Regions from separate parts of the Sus scrofa genome. Here region 2 is linked to region 1. Evidence: chromatin contacts called from public HiChIP or PLAC-seq data. All regions are on one chromosome and are shown on one strand. The core of a region is the stretch at or near the end of the contact, and the rest is flanking DNA. Distances in the headings are between cores, read along the strand shown. Region 1 overlaps LOC102167692 (a long non-coding RNA gene). Region 2 overlaps GSAP (gamma-secretase-activating protein).

Region 1 (7,209 bases), core at 2,847-5,346:
TAAAAGGGGAAAAATGTTTGGCTCAGTGAAAGAAATAACTACCTAACAAGTAGGGCAATTCAAAAGTAGAACAGACTACTTTGTGAGGCAGCAAATCCCCATTCACTGAGAACCTAAGCAATGATCAATTTTATAAAACCACCATCAGCCTCACAGCTCCACTCAAGGTTATTTTTGGTGTATGCTGAAAAAAGAGCTTTTTTCTTAATATCTCTCTGACATTAAGCAAGCAATTTCACTCCTTAGCTTCCCAAACACCTCTCTGCCAGTCCCTAAGCTCATTCTGCTGGACACAGCCTGGAACAATGGGTAGAGTCTCCACAAAAGAAGCTATCCCCTCACAATAGTGCCAAAGGAGGTGTGAGTGGGGCAACCCTTCTCTAGGAATTAATCATGAGTTTAAGTTGAATTTATTTAGCAATAACAATACTTTTTCTTGGTCTTTTTTTTTAGGGCCATACCCATGGCAAATAAAGTTTCCCAGGCTAGGGTCTAATTGGAGCTGTAGCTGCCGGCCTACATCACGGCCACAGCAACGTCACATCTGAGCAATGTCTGCGAGCTACACCACAGCTCACTACAACCTGGATCCTTTAACACACTGAGCAAGGCCAGGGATGGAACCTGTGTCCTTGTGGACGCTAGTCAGATTTGTTTCTGCTGAGCCATGAAGGGAACTCCCAGCAATAACAATATTTTAAAAATGACTTTCCCTTGTTTTGCTTCTGTATGGGTGGTAAAATCTCTTCAAAATAGGTACTCACTGGGCATAATTTGTTACACAGCAGCAAATAACCAGAATGTTTCTCTGCCTTCCCCCCACCCCGCTTTTTACAAGACCAGTCAGTTATCCTGTAGAATAATCTACATTCTTCTTTTTTCTTTTTAGGGCTGCACCTGTGGCATATGAAAATTCCCGGGGCTAGGGGTCAAACGAGAGCTGCAGCTGCAGGCCTACACCATGGCCACAGCAAAGCCAGAACCGCAATCCTTAACTCACTGAGCAAGGCTAGGGATAGAACCCACATCTTCAAGGACACTATGTTAGGATCTTACCCACTGCGCCACAATGGGAACTCATAAGTCACATTCTTGATCTTCCTTGTGCCTCCATTTACTGTGGTCACTCCTTCAATAATACAAAGACTCAGGGGAAACTCTGAAATTACTTTCTTCAAGGGCTTGACTAAATTCTAGCCAAAGGTTAATTTCTTTTCAGGCTTGATCTGAGGGTTGAGAAGCTGTGGTAGTCCTAGGATTACAAAGATAAATCAGATATATTCACTTTGCTAAAGCTGTCAAAGACGTGAAATGGATAGGAAGTTAAACTACGACCTTGGCTCTAACATACAGTTATTTAATGATTTTTTTGGGTCTACCTGTCTCCACCTCTCTCTACTGAATCCAGGTTTCCCTTCTATTTCTGCTCCCCACCAAAAAATTTTTCACAGTTGTGAGTGATCTTTATAAAGTGTAAATTAGATCCTTAAGTTTTTTTCCTTTTTTTTTTTTTTTTTTTAAACAAGGTTTGGCATGGTCTAATCCTTGCCTCCTTTTCCAACTTCAGCTTGTACTCACTGTATCTTAGGTAAACAGATATTGATTCAGTCATACACAAATATTTCTATGGGCCCATTATTTAAAACACATTGTTCTACACAAAAGAAAAAATTATTTTCCTCATGGAACTTAATGTCCTTCTTATTCTTTGAGAAAGCCCAGCTCCCAGCTCCCTCCTGTCTCATGGCTCTTGAACAAGCTACTCTCTACCTGGAATGCTTTTCTTTTCACATCCATTTCTTTTCTGACTGTTCTATTTAAAGCAGTTTTTTCTACTCCTGCTTTAGAAGTCCATTTATTTTCTTCATAACTCATATCAGGATATATATAGTTTATATCTATAACTATATACATAGTTTTTTGTGTAATACATATATTCCATAAGGCTGGGATTATGTTCATTTAGTTTGCCACTGTATACCTAAAACTTAGAATAGTGACTGTTAGCATATGGTGTGGGCTAAATAAACATCTGCTAAAAGAATAAAGACCCTGATTATATTTTTGTTGAAAAGATTCACTAATGACCAATTATCTGAATAGCCTATTATTTATATCCTTTTATATACTTTTCAGAAAAAAGAAAAGTCTCTAAATTGTGATTTATGGACGATCAGATTGGCCACCCGAGCTACCTTAATCTTAAAAAAACAAGCCATCTAATAAGTGCCATGAATGCAAAATCTCTAAGTCACTTCTACTACCCCCTCTCCATATGGTATTACTTTTTATAATAATCTACGCATATAAAAAGTATAAATACAAATATCAGCTTACAGAAATATAAGTCATGGATGAGGGGAAAATGATCATATACTAAACTGGACAAACAGGTTTTTGAGTTTATTAGAGTTCAAAGGTATCTTTAAATGAATAGAGCAAACACACAAACTATTGAACGAACAGGGGTAAAAGCAGAGAAAGGAAAGTCTCTTAATGAGAACAGTGGACATTTTAGTCTTTTTTTTTTTTTTTTGTCTTTTTAGGGCTGCACCCATGGCATATTTCCATTTCCAGGTTAGGGGTCGAATTGATGCTGTAGCCACTGACCTACACCAGAGACACCGCAATGCTACATCTGAGCTGCATCTGCGGCCTACACCACAGCTCACAGCAAGGCTGGATCCTTAACCCACTGAGTGAGGCCAGGGATCAAACCTGTGTCCTCATGGAAACTAGTCGGATTTGCTACCACTGAGCCACAACAGGAACTTCCTGGACATTATATTGCTGATCAAGTGGTGTAGATAGGTCACAGAATGCTATGTTGGTCACAGACTGGACTTGATTTTGCATCTTTGTGTATGGTAAAAGTCTCTTCAAAAGAGACATTCTTTTTGCTTTTTTTCAGTTTTGTTCTTTGTTTGACAGCTGTGACCGAGGCATGTGGAAATTTGGGCCAGGGATCAAACTCATGCAGCAACCTGAGCCACTGTAGTGACAATACCAGACCCTTAATCTGCTGAGCCTCAGAAAACTCCAAGACACTCATTTTTTTAAAGGTAAGAGAAGAAGAAGAAGCTACATAAGTATTATTTTGTAAGCAATATAAAAATATTTCAAAATTTTACTGTTCAAAGTATGTTTATGTTTTCAAATAAAAGTAATCATAAATAGGAATATAAACAGAGAGCTAAATAAGGAGATGAGTTATATAAAATGAATATGATGTTTAAATTCCAACAACGCTTTAGTAAGAGCTAAGGTAAATCTAATTTCACATGTAATTTTTCCTAATATTCTTCAGTTTGTAGAAAAGCTGTGATAACTGAAATAGCATTTAAGCACTGCATGGAGAATTAAAAGGCACGGCCTGGAGAAGTATTCAGTTAAGAGTTGGGAAGCAATAATGGGTGAGTCAGGAGCAACTAGCAGGAAGTGAAACATACTTAGGTGAACAAGTTTCATTCTTCCTCATTAAGCTCAAATTAAAACACGTGCAGTTAGTCTTCAGCATGCCCAGACTATCATGACCAACACCTTCCATAATCTGGCTCTAGTCCATTTTAGAGATCTCTCCTTTTATGGCACTTTGTGCCCCTTTTACTTGAACTACAATGAACTCACAAAGAAAACCACATTAAACATGTCATTATTACCTATCTTTTTCCAAATGCTCTTTCTTTGGCTGCAGAAGTCTTTTTCCATCATTTTTCCTTCTAATCTTTAAAAATTCAACTCAAATATCATCTTCTCTGGTATGCTTTTCCTCATTTCTCCAGCTAGAGTTGTTGATTTGCTTTTTGTATTTTCATTGTATATAGTTCACACTATTACTGCATTACTTTAACCACAGTGCTATGATTTATCTGTTCACATCTATCTTCTCAATTATATCATCACACAGTGCTTGGTACACTACAGACACACAATACTCTTTGTCGTACAAATAAATGAGTAAGAAGTGAAAGTGAAATGACAAGTCTTTTTTTTTGTTTTTCTTGGTCTTTTTAGGGCCTCACTGCAGAATATGGAAGTTCCCAGGCTAGGGCTGAATAAAAGCTGTAGCTGCTGGCCTACACCACAGCCACAGCAACACCAGATTAGAGCCGTGTCTGCAACTTACACCACAGCTCAGGCAACAGCTGATCCTTAACCCACTGAATGAAGCCAGGGATTAAACCCATGTCCTCATTGATACTAGTCGGGTTCACCACTACTGAGCCATGATGGGAACTCCTGAAATGACAGTACTGAATAACAAAAGTACTAATGAAAAGCTTATCTGGAAACACAAACTGTGACTAGAGAGTAAATGCTCCATGAGGAGAAGAACATGTCTGCCTTGTCTATCGCTATATTCCCAGCAATTAGTCTACTGCCAGGCACCATGTGGGTGCTTTATAAGTATTTACTGACTAAATGCTTAAGGTATATGGAAAATAAGAAAAAGCAAATATCTAATAATTGAAGATAAAGGGAAGAAGGGAGTTCCTGTTGTGTCGTGGCGCAGCAGAAACAAGTCCGACTAGGAACCATGAGGTTGCGGGTTCGATCCCTGGCCTCACTCAGTGGGTTAAGGATCCAGCATTGCTGTGAGCTGTGGTGGAGATGGGCAGCTGTAGCTCCGATATGGGGAACCTCCATATGCTGCGTGTTTAGCTCTAAAAAAAGACAAAAAAAGGGAAGGACATCCATAAGTAGGTAGTAGGGCAGCACCTCTAGCATAAGAGGTGGAATATCAAGGAATAAAGAAACTACAGAAAACAGTATCATTAATTAGCACATTTAAAAAAAATTACTAAACACGTCATTATAAACAGGAAAGAATGTTGCGGGAGAGAGGCAATATAAATTCACGTAAATATGATTTGTTTTCAGTTAGTCATAGAGTGGTCATAGACATTGGCTTGTCCATAGAAATAAAAATAATGATGTCCTTCACATACGCAAAAAATTCTGTATCATCTGCCACTAAACCATTTGTGTTTTCCTGCTTAATGCCTTTCCCTGGGGCATGAGAAGTGTTATTTAACACCTAGACTGAGTTAGTTACTCATTTACAAGCATACCACATTATGATACCATACCTATAATTTATATTGATGTTGCATTATTTTAGGCTTGCTATGATAATCACAGAAGCACTTCACTTGGTATCATCATCAAAAACTGAATGCCTCATACCTATGCCCATGTACTGACCACTATGAAGAAGGTGAAAATCACTGAATGTCCACACTACTCATACTTTTGACCTAGATCAAGGTGATGGGCAAGGTACACTGGTAGTATCTGTAAACTTAGATGGTAAGATTAAGACTTCAAGGCAAACACCACCCAAGGTTGTAAGAACTCTGAACAAAGAAAGCTTACCCTCTTTGCTTGGCAACTGGACCAGCCCATTTTTGCTAGCGAGGTTGGATGCGGCAAATCCTGACCCCAGGTTTCATGCTTTGATTCAAGGTTTTCAGGCACCTGATTTGTATCCCCTTTTATGTCCTCTTTCACTAACAGATGTAAAACTCTCAGTGACATTTTTCTAGAATTTTGTATTTTCTACTCATTGAAATCAAATATAGGGATTAAACAGGGAAATGACTAGGATTAAAGTTCTAAAAATAGAAATTACAATGTAAACAGACTTAATCAGAGTTTGGGTTAGATTTTAAAAGTTAACTTAAAAAGTGAATATTTATTTGATGGTTTTTTAGCTTAGCTGTTTTAGTTATACACCTGTTTTTCAATCTAATGGTATATAGAAGTAGAATCTGTGAAACTAAAAAACTTTTGTGAAATGATAACTTTGTGATACTCATAGTTTGGCTCTACTCATGTGTGTAGTAGTTTTGCATATTCAGTTTTGCACAAAACTGCTCCTCTGTGGATTATCCCCTCTCAGAATCTGTTAGGATGTTCAGGTTAACCAGACTTTCTTTGGGCAACTAAATTATAAAATGTCTTTAGAAGTTCAAGACACTGTTTACGTAGGTCTGTCTGTGCCTACCCTCTCCCATTCTCACTCCCTCCCCTAAAAATACTCTTGGCCTGGTCTTTTCTAGTGATAAAAGCACTTATGTCTACCAGTGCCCTAATAAGCACTCCATCTTTTCTGAATGTATATTTTCTGAACATAATTTAATTAACTGAAATTTCTAAAAAGGTCTGACCAATATTTAAATTTAAAATTTTGACACTTTATTTAGATTTCTGCTTCCTCTTGCAAGATAGAATATATTAGAAAGAAAACTAGTTTAGCATCAGAATGAGCATGGAATTACAGGTCAGTTTTGAAAAATACATTGTAAGGATTTTAAAAGCATGAGATGAAGTGGAAGTGAAATGTCCACAAACTGAAAGGTTACACAAAGCACTCAGCAAACATTATCCCCCTACCCACAATAATGGTCTGATAGTGTGGTTGAAACTATGAATCAGAGAACAGCTATACTGGAGGTGAAGTTTCCTGTTCAAGAACAAAGTGTAAGTGGCAAAATAAATTCACAAATCGGGTACAGGGTTGGGCTTTTCAATCCAGAAATCCTATGAGTTTATCATTTTTCTTTACACCTCTTTACTACACTTGCGTTTTGATGTTATAATACTTTATACTTTACCCATTAATTCTTAGCTAAAGTACTTCCCTCTCTCCAGAGAACTAAAACTATGAAACATGTTTTTCTTTTTAGAGATTTACAACCTTGAGTAAGGCCCCTGTCACACATTTTATAGGCTTACTATTCCTTTCTTAAGTATCAAAATGATCTGATGTCTTTCCATACAAAATTCTGGCAGCAAAATTAATCCCCCAAGAGAATTATGGGTGGTTCCTATTTACTCTCTTTGGCCCCTTTTACTTTTTCTACCTTCTTCCTGCATTGTGGTTGCTGCTAGCTCTCCCACAAAGCCTTTAAAATAATGGTCGCTCCCTCACCTGCAATTTTCAACTTGCCCCAAATTTGAGTACATATTCTAACTGGGAAGAATATTGTGGCTGGGCAAGCAGTTAGGCCATATTTACTGTAAAATGATATTAGTGGTTAAAAGGTGAAAGAGCAACTCACCTGTAATGTTGATTAAGAAAAATATGGGCTGGCGTTCCTGCTGTGGTGCAGTGGCTTAAAAATCCAACTGCAGCAGCCTGGGCCACTGAAGAGGTGCGGGCTGGATCCCCAGCCCAGCACAGTGAGTTAAAGGATCTGGTATTGC
Region 2 (7,209 bases), core at 1,937-4,436, 310 kb before region 1:
GGCCATTGGTGACTGAACTCTTATCTCCAACCACTCTAACCTTAGCAAATGGTGGTAGAGGACAGAAAGTTCCAACCCTCTAATAACAAGGTTGGCTCTGCTGGCAACCTGCCCCCACCCTTAGGTGCTTTCCAAAAGTCACATCATTAACAAACTCAGGTGTGGTTGAAAGGGGCTTGTTAGGAATAATAGAAGACATTCTTTTCACCTTTGTGCTCTGGAGCTATTTTAGGAACTGGGAACAAACACTAAGCATTATAATAAAAGACGTCCCTGTAGCTCTTATCACGTAGGAAATTACAAGGACTTTAGGAGCTCTGTGCCAGGAACCGTGGATGAAGACCAAACATGTATTTCCAGCTATATTACAATATCACGTATGTACAAACGAAACTTTGGAAAGTCAATTGACATTTCCCATGTAATCAGCTGACATTTCCCACATACCAGCATTCTGGTAATGCTACGCTGCTGTCAAAGCAATAGTTCCAATTTTTAAAAATGGTAAGCTGTTAAGATTGTGATGCTGTTGATACACTGGATTGCTAAGAGACTTTTTATTTCAGTGATGGTGGCCATTTGTATTGGGAGGGTCAAGGGAAAAAAGGGTCTTTTGTGTTTCACTAAGCATTTAATTATACTCATTCCCAATTAAAACAGTATTTTTAAAACACTTTTTAAATGTTTAAGAGAAGCATAATTCAGTGAACATGTCTCTGAATGGAGAACAGCCCATGTGACCACCACCCTCTTCCCTAATTTCTCAGAGGCATCTAGACACAACAGTCACTGCAGCGTCGTCTTCACATGGAGTGGCCATAACTGGGAAAGGACTTGAAGTCTTTCTCCTTCCCAGTTTCTGGGTCAGACAGTTAATAATTACTATACAAACTATTAAATTAAAGGTTCCTTACTTTACAAAATGAAGCTAAAGATGCCTGGCTTAAAAAATACTTTAATAAAAATACTCCCTTTGAGGCATGCTTATTCAACTTTTATCTTGATAGTCAAGTAAGCTATCGTTTCTATTTTTCTTCTTAATCACTACATGGCTTCCTGCGGAAGGGATAAAATCATTCCTATTAGGAAGGCCTTTCTTGATGACATTCCTTGTAAGGCAAGGATCTTGTTTCAATATACTTTCTGTTTCATTTTAAAAAATTCTTTTGGAAACCATTCTATACAGTGAGGAAGGCTTTTGTCTTTCAGGTGATAAACTGGTGAAACCAGTTCAATTCAATGTTCACAGAGCAAACACTTGTAAAGTACTCCAGTTCACACTAAAGTTATTTGCAGAGAGAGAAGGAGAGTTCTTGTCTAGTGGCATTTTGCCCTTCCCTCTCCAGACTCCTTATCAGGGCAGTCATCTTCCAAGCAGGATGGAAGCTAGTGTGGTCAGAGCAGACAGGGGTGCCGTGGGCCTCGTGGCAAGTCTGGCAGCGAGCATACCTTTGAAAGGTAACATGGGATTCAGGTCAGGGGTGCTCAGAACCAGCTCCTATCCGGTAAACTGCGAGAACAGTCACATAACTAGGGCCGGGAGGGAGGAAGAGTAGGTGGGATGTGCCAATGCAACCAGATTCGTTGCAACATAATTAAGTTGGGAATTGGGGTAGAAGTAGGTCAAAGGCAGCTGCTTATAGTGAGGGGTGTTATGCAAGCAGAGATGGGGAAACAAATGAGAGCTTTCAGGGCCAGGTATCCTCTGAACTGAAGGTACTGATTAGTGATGGGGTATGGGGAATGGAGGGTGCTGGCTACACCAGACCCAGTTCCACCTTCTCCGGAGCCCAAGGCAAATCTCAGCAGCATTCCTCTGCCTTCCCTGATGAATCGTGTCTGCAGGGAGAGGATAAGAAAATGTCTACAGCTCAAACTTGTCCTAGGTAACTCTCCCCACCAGCATGTAAATACATGTGGAGGTGCTGCAGAGCTCCCAAGCATGTTTGGGAACAGTTAATGGTAAAAACTCTCTGCAGAGCCAGTGCTAAATAAAGATAATTAGGGAAGAAGAGAAAAAAGTGAGGAGAAAGCAAAGTAAATATCAAAGAAGAAAAAAACATGGACTACATAAAAACATATCATTTTACATACACACACAAATAGAAAAGACAAAAATAAAAAATCGGAGAATGCAAAAATAAGCTATTTGCTTCCTAAGCAGAGGCAGATTGTATTCTTAGAATAAGCCAATGGGAAAAAGCGGTTCAGCGATAATGCACCTGACTAGTATCCATGAGGATACAGGTTTGATCCCTGGCCCTACTAATGGGTTAAGGATCCAGTGGCATTGCTGCAAGCTGCGGTGTAGGTCGCAGACACGGCTCAGATCTGGTGCTGTGGCTGCCTCGACTCCTAGCCTGGGAACTTTCAGATGCTGCAGGTGCCTCCCTAAAAAAAAATAACAATGATGACGGTAAGGTTAGAGTAAAACATACACTCACAAATCCCTTGTAACAGTGTAAATTATTACAACGCCTTTGGAATATCAATTTGGCAATAAGAATCAAAGGCTATAAAAATTGTCATACCTTTTCACCCAATAACACTCCTGGGCATTTAACCTTGGGGAATAAATCACACACACACACACACACACACACACACACAAACTACATAAAAATATTCATTGCAACATTACTTTTAACAGCAAAAAAAATTTTAGTGAGGGCTAAAAACAAAATAAATATCTCAAAACAGAAAAAAATGTAAGACAGGGCGACACAATGGAATCCTATGGAGTCATTAGAAATCATAATTATGAAAATTATGAAGTTTATGTACCGACATGAAAATATGTATGATGTATTATAATTCATAATCTTTGGTAAATATCTCTACTGGGTAAAATACACATACTTATAACACAGACCAAGACGAAATGGGGCAAACAGACAATGTGTTAGGAACTTCAGAATTTGGGGTGACATTGCTTTCTTTTTAAAATTTCTTTTACTGATTTATTGTGTGTCCATTAAACACATTATGGGTTTGTTGGACTAGTGGTAAAAGCAGAAACAATGAAATGAAAGGATGGAGGCCCTTAGTAAGAATCTTTCAAGCTATTAATCGAACATTTCTCTTCCCTACTTCTCCCTGCTTTTGCAGACCTTCCCAGGTGTCTAACAGTGCTGCCTAGAAACATCATTTGTCCATCTCCCCCTCAAGGACCCTTCTTAGGACCAAACCCCAGAACTCCCAGGGCATCACCATGACCTCAAACGCCCACAGCTTTCCCTCAGCTGCCCAGGCCTGGCCTGGCCTTCCTGGATCAGAAGAATCACATGTAAATAGTAAAAGGCAGCAGCACCCCGAGCTGCCTGCTGCCAAAAGCTGAGATTTCCCAGCACACACTAAGCTATAATTAACAGGAAGCAATGCCAAGAACAACAAAGGAGCTTCAAGGAAACTGTGCTAAAATACTCCGCAGTTTTTAACTACATACACATTCTTTTCTACTCAGCCACTCCACCCAGCCCTCCCTATTGTGCTCAGAAACTCTGAAACCACCAGACTGCAGAGAGCCACGAACAAACGAATGACGAGTGAATGCTGCCGCCGCCGCCGCCACCGCACAGGCAGGAAAGAGGTGCCAACGAGACCAGAGACAGCCCTGACAGGTCACTCTTGAGAAAGAAGAGCTGTTCTCAGAAGCAGAAGGAAGTTAGGTAATCCCAGGCCAGGTTACTTAATGATTTTGGGATTGTGTGTGTGTGTGTTGGGGGTAACAACACACGTGAAGTTAAAAAAACAAAAAAACAAAAAAAACAGCTCCCAGGTCCTCTAAAGAAAATTTACAAGAACTCCTCCAGGGTAGACTTGTTTGAGGCACAGTGGAACGTATGACTTCTAGATGCTTCAAATCAAGCCTTATAGTTCTCTGGCTTCTAAAACCTCCCTCTTCAAAGAGCATTCCTAAGAATTGCCCTGACATCATCCTTAGTGACCACTACCAGGGAAGGATTTCCTAGACAACGAGCCCTACCCTCACTCCATCCTCTTCTGACACTGTACAATCCCTCTGGAACCACCGCAGCACTCGGGGCAGGTGACCGCAGAGGTCAGCAAGGAAGCCACTCAGGTCTGTGCTTTTTGTCCCTTGCTATAAACTTACCTTCATAAGAGGCAATGGGATCTCTTCTGTCACAAGGGTTATTCCAGGAATTTCCTAGGGTGGGGGAAAAACAGACACATCACTGCTAAATGTATCAACTACCACCAGCCCGAGCCTTCAGGAAGTGTTTTCTGCACAGACAGAAGCTGAGGGCAGCTTCCAGTTTGCTAACCTCTACTTTAAATAAACCTTGGGGTTTATAAATAACGATGAACACAGCCTATCTCTTGCCTTGGGAAGGGAAATATTCTGAAAGTTAAGATTATAATAGTTGACAGTGTCACTAAAGGCAAGGATAAGACTATTATTATGAAATATAGAGCAAATAATGTATTATTTACACATTTTCATTTAAGAACAAAGGAAGCAAATTATATTTGCACCATGAAATATAATAATAGGGTGTAAACTTTCCTTTTTTTTTTTTTTTTTTTTTGGCTTTTTGCCATTTATTGGGCCGCTCTCGTGGCATATGGAGTTCCCAGGCTAGGGGTCTAATCGGAGCTGTAGTCACCAGCTGACACCAGAGCCACAGCAATGAGGGATCCGAGCCGCGTCTGCAACCTAAACCACAGCTCACAGCAACGCCAGATCGTTAACCCACTGAGCAAGGCCAGGGATCAAACCTGCAACCTCATGGTTCCTAGTCGGTTTCGTTAACCACCAAGCCACGAACTCCTTTTTTTTTTTTAACTCCTTCCTCCATCTTCTCTTTCACTTAAATGTATTATAGTTGGTCCCTAATGGCTTTTTTGACTTTGGTAGAAAATTGTTTTACACCTCATCTTCCACCATGATTTCAGAAATAAGAGATCCCCTAAATTAGAGTCTATGCCACATGATCATCATGGCAGATGTGAAAGATACAGTTCATATCAGAAATCCAAATTATAACATTCTGCTAACTAGTGAGCATTAAAATAAAATTAGAAATGTAAATAAAAACATAAATTTCTGAGTTCCCGTCATGGCTCAGCAGAAGCAAATCTGACTAGTATCCATGAGGATGCAGGTTCGATTCCCAGCCTTGCTCAGTGAATTAAGGATCTGGAGCAGCTGTGAGCTGTGGTGTATGTAGGTCACAGACATGGCTTGGATCTGGCGTGGCCATGGCTGTGGTGTAGGCCAACGGCTACAGCTCCAATTTGACCCCTAGCCTGGGAACCTCCATATGCCATGGGTGCGGCCCTAAAAACACAAAAATAAAACACTCCTCTCATTATAAAAAGAAAAAAATTCCAAAATTGCCATTTATTTGGTTATTTTGAAAAGTATGTTTCCATGTTAATTAGGTATATTAACCTCTCAACTAGTCAATTCCTCTTTCTTAAAAAAAAAAAGGTAGATGATAAATATGAGAAAATAATTTAGAAGGTACTACGTAGAAATAAAATCAGGTATTTGTTTTGTTTTTTTTTTCAGAAAATTAACATTTTTTAACAATCATTGCAAATTTACTATGTGCCATATACATTTCTAAGCATTTTACATGTGCAATATCTTTTTTTTAATTACTCAAATGAATTTATCACATCTGTAGTTGTATAATGATCATAACAATCCAATTTCACAGGATTTCCATCAGGTATTTGTTTAGAAGTTAAATGTCCTGGATTTTACTGACATGCAATATTCCTGTGAAAACCAACATCACAGGGATGGAGAAATAAATTTCCAGGACATTTCAAGCAACTGAGTTCTCCGCTGTGACAGGAGAAAGCCTGTGATAAAAATCAATGTGTGTTTCTCTTACGGAAATTTCCCTACAGCTTTAGGTTATAAATAGCATCTTAAAATAGGTATAATAAGGCTTACTGTCTGCAAAGCATAATTCAGAATTATCTGTGTGAGAGCACCAAATTTTCTAGTATCTTAAATCCAATTCCACTATTTACAGAAATAATGTCTCCATACAGACTATGAAATTAATGTTTTCTATTGTGACAAGTATTTATTAAGGATATAGCATTAAGAACATTTGAAGATTAGAGAAAAGTAAATGATTTACATCATTGCTAAAGATAATCACGGAATCATAGAATTTCAGGATTAGGTGAGACCTTTAAGGTAACCTGGTCCAACTACAAAGTTTAAAGCCCAGTGGTAAACCCTAACGCCAGCTCCATACGCAGTGGTTATAACTTTCGGGTTTTTTATATTGCACTTTGAGTAGGACTTTCTGATGTCACTCTCTACGTCCGCACGGTTCCTCTGCCCCAGAGAGTCAGGGGAAATGCAGATGTGAAGAACTGCCTATCAGGTTGACACTCTCACACAACATCCAACTAACACCTGCATCATCTTTGAACACAACCCTGGGAACTAGAGGTCCTGTCCCAGCCTCCCAGACACTGAACACAGGACAGCGATGGCCAGGGTTGGGTGGTGAGGGGAGGAAGCTGAAATGCGCATTTCCCGCCTCTGGGGAGGGGGTGGGGGGGTAGGGGTTAACCTGCAAACTTCCTGCCACATTACCGCAGAGTCTGCAAGTATATTCACAAGCGTTCTTCAAACAGTGAGGGCCTGGAGGAGAAACAAGCTCAGATCTTTCCCTTATAATTTTACAGTGAGGCATGAAAGTTTAATAACTCTAACAGTGAGAGACCGAAAGGGCCTTTGGAAAAACACTTCCATTGTGCATACCAAAAATTTAGGAATTAATGAAAACACACTTGATGTGCCATTTTTTTAAGGACTGTATTTAAATAGCCTAAAAACAAAATGGGGGAGTTCCCTGGTAGCCTAGTGGGTTAAGGATCAGGCCTTGTCACTGCAGTGGTGCAGGTTCGATCACTGGCCCGGGAATATCTGCATGCTGTGGGTGCAGCCAAAACCAGAGATATATGTCATAAAATAAATATATAGTTATAAAATAAATATTTTATGTATAAAATTAAAAAAAGGAGAAATGTTAAAATTTATCCAAGTACTTATTTTCCTGTGTCTGTGTTCCCTGAATTAAATTTATTTTTCTAAATGCTTTTTGGATACAAATGCCTGCCTCGAGACTGAGCACACAGTAGTTCTAACATCTCAGTATGCAAGGAAGAGAGGCAGAAACTTTTTCAAGGTTTTCACTTTCCAACAAAGCTCAG

The links. HiChIP or PLAC-seq counts read pairs in DNA pulled down with a chosen protein or histone mark.
Region 2: a contact with region 1 is called in an H3K27ac HiChIP or PLAC-seq map of alveolar macrophages. The contact joins two enhancer-like sites.

The regions. Positions count from the first base shown.
Region 1 is chr9:102,446,213-102,453,421 of Sscrofa11.1, reverse strand. The region is part of intron 1 of LOC102167692 (a long non-coding RNA gene); the gene reads right to left. Among named protein-coding and RNA genes, the nearest start is that of RSBN1L, 15 kb to the right of the region's middle. Within about 2 kb of position 4,096, at least 16 of the 83 cell types and tissues checked have an H3K27ac peak or open chromatin away from gene starts, as enhancers often do. A contact at or near this core is called in alveolar macrophages, where this site is marked.
Region 2 is chr9:102,750,683-102,757,891 of Sscrofa11.1, reverse strand. It overlaps GSAP (gamma-secretase-activating protein), which reads right to left. Exons shown (of 32, transcript XM_021102559.1): 20 at 4,115-4,168. Among named protein-coding and RNA genes, the nearest start is that of GSAP, 59 kb to the right of the region's middle. Within about 2 kb of position 3,186, at least 51 of the 83 cell types and tissues checked have an H3K27ac peak or open chromatin away from gene starts, as enhancers often do. A contact at or near this core is called in alveolar macrophages, where this site is marked.